Linked DNA regions of Triticum aestivum: region 1 is linked to region 2. Evidence: chromatin contacts called from public Hi-C data. All regions are on one chromosome and are shown on one strand. Each heading gives the region's core, a stretch centred on a gene start, on an enhancer-like site or on the middle of the called end of the contact. The rest is flanking DNA. Distances are from core to core; before and after follow the strand shown. Region 1 holds the start of LOC123157014 (transducin beta-like protein 3). Region 2 has its middle 71 kb from the start of LOC123160861.

What was found. Hi-C and Micro-C count contacts between places; a contact is called where the count stands out from the background.
Region 1: a contact with region 2 is called in a Hi-C map of leaf, with 4 times the contacts expected there. The contact joins the promoter of LOC123157014 here to the enhancer-like site in region 2. A contact is called at or near these places in 2 of 5 Hi-C or Micro-C datasets (both in leaf).

Annotation. Positions count from the first base shown.
Region 1 is chr7B:700,917,761-700,920,460 of IWGSC CS RefSeq v2.1, reverse strand. LOC123157014 (transducin beta-like protein 3) reads left to right here and starts at 1,358. Exons shown (of 14, transcript XM_044575236.1): 1 at 1,358-1,879; 2 at 2,056-2,238; 3 at 2,431-2,580. The coding sequence starts at 1,547.
Region 2 is chr7B:700,478,640-700,481,392 of IWGSC CS RefSeq v2.1, reverse strand. No RefSeq gene overlaps it. Among protein-coding and RNA genes, the nearest start is that of LOC123160861, 71 kb to the left of the region's middle. Within about 2 kb of position 1,297, at least 3 of the 8 cell types and tissues checked have an H3K27ac peak or open chromatin away from gene starts, as enhancers often do. A contact at or near this core is called in leaf, where this site is marked.

The DNA.
Region 1 (2,700 bases), core at 109-2,608, 440 kb before region 2:
CATTACAGTTAACAAAAATAATTTTCATACAAAGTCTAATAATTTTTTTTGATTATTTTCAGTCAATGCCTTCACCTGCTGGTTATGACATTATTGTTTGATTCTTTTCATATGAAGTTTAATAACAAAATTTGTTGGACCATATCGACTCATCAGGTTAGAGAAATGTTTGCGCATTTAAAAAAATGTCATAAATTTGGAAAGAGTTTGAGAATGTTAAAAAATGTTCATGAATTTAAAAAATGGTTTGCATATTAAAAAATGTTAGTGAGTTTGAAAAATATTCATGACTTTTTAAAAATGATCTTGAACTGAAAAAAATACTCATGGAGTTTAAAATATGTTTGTGAGTTCGAAAAATATTCACTATCTCAAAAAATGTGCTCAAGTTGAAAAATGTACTTGAACCTCATTTTTTGAGAATTCCAACAATGTTCGTCGGTTTCAAAAATGTTAAAAAAATATTCATGAGTTTGAAAAAAAATTCACAAATTTCAAAAGCAGTTCTTGTATTCAAAAAAAGTTCACACTTTAAAAAATGTTTGCAATTTGCAAAAACAAAATCATGAATTCAGAAATTGTTCATCATTTTTAAAAAAAATATGTATTTTAGATATTGTTTAGTTTGGAAAAGGAAAAATAAAAATGAAAAAGAAGAAAAAAATAAAAGAGAAAGAAAAAGAAAAACTAAAAAGAAAGAGGTAAAAAGGTAAAAACATAAAAGAAAAAGGAAAAAAGAACCAGAGAAAAAGCAACGAAAAAAGAATAAGGAAATCTGGTTCAGGGAAGGTTCTAGAAACTTCTCAAAGTCGGTGGAGAAAAACCCAAAATAGGCCGGCCTACACTGAAGACGAGGCGCGCGGGGTTGGTGTTTTGATCGTTATTCCCCAACCTATGCGGGGATAGCATCCGCCCACACACACACCCCACTTATGTGAGCTCAGAATATTTGCTCAAAACAAAATTAAAAGTGAGCCCAACAGGGCCACAGCCCTCAATGTCGCTGCGTCAGGGACACACGTGTCGACGCCTTAGGCTTCTCTCCCTCCCGCATAGACGCACTGCCGCCTCAACCCGGCAATCCGACCCATGGGCACCCGACCCGAATGGGTAGGGTATGGGTCAGCATATTCACCCATGGGTTAGCCCGATGGATAACCCAGGTAGGGTATGGGCATGAGGTCCTGCCCGTGGGTCACTCGATGGGTCGCCCGATTAGCTGACATGTGGGCCCTTTATATTTAAATAAATAGTAGTAGTAGCTTCCCAGTCCAGCTTTGCCTGCCAGCCCACCGTCCCCGGCCCAGTCCAGTAAGTCAGCACATTAGGTTTTACGAGCAGAGAAGCCATGTCCCCAAAAAAAAATCGAGCAGAGAAGCCAACCGAACCTAGCCGCCGCACTCTCGTCCTCTCCCATCCTCAAGCCGCCGCCGCCGCCCACTGTCCCGCGCGGCCACGCCGCCGACTTAAACCCTGCTCCCCCCTTCTCGCGCCGCCACCACTGCAAAACCCTAGCTCCGACGACCCGCCGCCGACGCGCAACGCCATGGCTCTGTCGCAGGGGCCCAAGAACAACTACCGCTGCGACCGCTCGCTGCAGCAGTTCTACACGGGCGGGCCCTTCGCCGTCGGGCGCGCCCCCCGCGGCGAGGGCGAGGGCGACGCCGAGGAGGCGTTCCTCGCGTGCGCCTGCGGCAGCGAGCTGCGCGTGGTGTCCGCCGCCGACGCCTCCGCCATAGGGGAGCCCATCGACGGCGACTCCGAGGCCGTCACGGGGATCGCGCTGTCCCCCGACTCCCGCCTGCTCTTTGCTGCTGGCCACAGCAAGCTTATCAGGGTCTGGGACCTCGCGTCTCGCACTTGCATCCGCAGCTGGAAGGTAGGTGCTTTTTCTAATCTTCGTCTCTTCTCTGGTGACAGAATGGAGGATTTACACATATAAATGTCAACATCTTCTGCAGCTATAAATTTTTCATTTGAGCGTATTAGTACTGCCTTCTTTTTGTTCCTCAATATCCGAGGTATGCTCATTTGTTTTTTGTTATGACTTAACAGGGACATGATGGTCCTGTTATGGCCATGTCATGCCATGCTTCTGGTGGGTTGCTTGCAACCGCCGGAGCAGACAAGAAGGTTTGCGTGTGGGATGTGGATGGTGGGTTTTGCACACATTTCTTTAGAGGTCATACAGGTGTTGTGACGACCATAATGTTCCACAGAGATCCAAAGCGCCTTCTGGTGAGTATGATTTTGGAGATAAATTACTTACATGTGAAGAAAACATGATCAATTGAAATCAAACTTTTTTCTTCTTGGTGCAAGTAACTCAGTATTAGCCCCACTGAGCTGTTGTTGGTTTTTGTGATACATGCCTTCTATTTCTCATTGCATTCATGGTATTTGTAGCCTCATTATTTTCTCGATGTCTAGTTATTTTCAGGAAGTGATGATGGCACAGTGCGCGTTTGGAACCTTGAAAGCAAAAAATGCATTGCGGTGCTTAACGCACATTTTTCAACAGTGACTTCGTTGGCATTATCAGAAGACGGGCTAACATTGCTCAGTGCAGGAAGGGATAAGGTATAGCGGGAGGATTGAAATCTGGCTTAAATTTCCCCTATGTTTATAAGTTGATTTTTCATATTTATGTGTGTGCTAGTTTATACTTTGATGATGCATGAGTTCCATTGGTTTGTCATT
Region 2 (2,753 bases), core at 48-2,547:
TCATGTTTCTTTTTGTTATTTTGTTTCTCCACATGTTTCTTTGGTTTTTCCTTTGTTTTTCACCGGTTCTCTTTGTTTTATTCCTGTTTTTTCTTTGTTTTTTTGTTTCTTCCTTCGTTTTCATTGGTTCTTTCTTTTATTTCCTACTTTCTTTATTTTCTTTGTTTCTTTCTTGGTTTCATATGTTCTTTGTTTTTCCTTGGGTTTTATTAGTAGTAGTATTGTTTTGCACTATTTTTTAAGTTTTTGTTTTCTTTGTTTCTACTGGGTTTATTTGTTTTATTTGCCGATTTTCATTGGTTTCTTTTTTGGTTCAACACATGACAACTTTTTATCAGTACACATTCTGTATTTTCGTATACATCAGAAATATATTTTATATACAAGTTTAACATTTTTGACAAACATGATGAATATTTTTTAAATCTATTTTTTTATTGTGCACTTTTCCATACACATTGTAAATTTTTTGTGTATCTAATACATTTTCTATATACACATTTAACATATTCTCAATACATGGTGAATATTTTTCAATACATGACGGCCATTGTTTAGTGGCAATAAAAAATTTCACAATAAAATTTTTCTGTATACACCAATAAACATTGTTTCTACATGTTTAACATTTTTAATAGACGTTTAATAATTTTTAAATACATGTTGAATATTTTTTCATACACATTGTATATGTTTTTTATATATTTTCCCATATACTAGTAAAACATTTTCTATACACATTTACCATTTTTTATATGCTTCATTAATACTATTCAAATATTTGATTTATATTATTTCAATATATTATCAATTTTTTTCATACATATTGTATATTTCTTATAGACTCCCTTCCATTCATATAATTGACATTTCTTTAGTACAACTTTGTGTTCATGACGAATATTTTCTCCATAAACATTTAACATTTTTAAAAGCTTAGTTACCATTATTAAATATTTTCTGGAAAGTATTTTCTATAATATATATTTATAATATTTGGAATTTTTTTCAAAATTAAAAAAAATACTCCCTCCGTTCCTAAATATTTGTCTTTCTAGACATTTCAACAAGTGACTACATACGGAGCAAAATAAATGAATCTACATTTTAAAATATGTCTACATACATCCGTATGTAGTAGTCCATTGAAATGTCTAGAAAGACAAATATTTAGGAACGGAGGGAGTACAAAACAAAAACACGAAAACATTAAAAAAAATAAGGTATTGGCCTGTGGCCTTCCACGTGCTGGGCCAGCTCATTTACGGAGGCACCTGACATGAACGCAACCTATGATATGCACCGGACCATAACCGGCTTGGACGAGAGCTCCTGTTCGGCAGCGCCCTGTTGGGTTGGCCCGTGAACGTACTGTGCAGCGAACCTGTAGTAAAAAAAAAACCCCAGGATTCGAACCGAGGTCACTCAATGTCCGTGCCAGTTTCGCTAACCACTACACCAACTGCACGTTTTGACTGATATAAAGCACCAACCTTATAAGAACAAGTGCCGCTGCGCTATTTATAGCACAGTGCCCACCATTGTTTGAATTATTTAGAAAAAATCATGAATTTAAAAACGTTCATCATTTTTTAAGAACAATACACATACTTAAAAAAAAGCTTCATCGATGTTGAAAAAAGTTCAACGCTTTTGAAAAAAGTTCATCGAATTTGAAGAAAAGCTCATCAATTTATAAAAAAGTTCACCGAGTTTGAAAAAAGTTCATCAATTTTGGAAAAAAGTTCATCAAACTTGAAAAAAGTTCATCACATTTGAAGAAAATTTATCGATTTTAAAAGAAGTTCACCGGGCTTGAAAAAAGTTCATCAAATTTAAAGAAAATTTCATATCATGTTTTCAAAAAAATTCATCAAATTTGAAGAAAAGTTCATCAAACTTGAAAAAGTTCGTTGAATTTGAAGAAAAGTTCATCAATTTTGAAAATGTTCATATCAAGTTTTCAAAAAAGTTCATCAAATTTGAAAAAAATTTCATCAAACTCAAGAAACGTTCATCAAATTGAAGAAATAATCATCAATTTTGCAAAAGGATCATCGAATTTGATAAGAAGTTCATCGACTTTTAAGAAATAGTCACGAATTTTTTAGAAAAACATTGAACCATGAAGAAGATTAAAGAAGAAAAAAAAAGAAAAGTAGACAATAATAGAAGGAAAAGATGTCAGTAGTCACGTGAGAATCGGTGGCGAATGGTAAGTGCGAACTAATTTAAGGCGGCAGGTCCTATGTTTGAGTCTCACCGTAGCCGCTTTTTTTGTGCGAAAAACAGAAGAGAGAAAAGAGCAGATGGGCCAGCCCAGCGCGAACGGGGGGTGGGGGGGGGGGTATGTGCCCGTTAGCGAAAACGCCTGTAACGGGCGCTAAAGGCGCCGCTTGGACCGCTTGCGCTCCAGGCCGAATTTCGTATCTGAACGCAGCCATTAACAGTATCGGGCCTGACTCGGTCCCAATGGCTCGCAGCAAGCCATGAGCTATTTATTAATTTTTTCTAAATTTATGATTTTTTTCTTAAATTCGTGATCTTTTCCAAACTAAATTATTTTTCAAATTCGGGAACCTTTTTTTTTTAACTTTGTGATTTTTTGTCAAATTAGTGAACCTTTTTTCTAGTGCATGTAGTTCCTTTAAATTCCCGAACTTTTTTCCAATTCTTGAATCTTTTTTGAATTCATGGACTTTTTTTTTGAACTCGTGAACTTTTTTCAAACCTGTATACTTTTTCTTGAATCC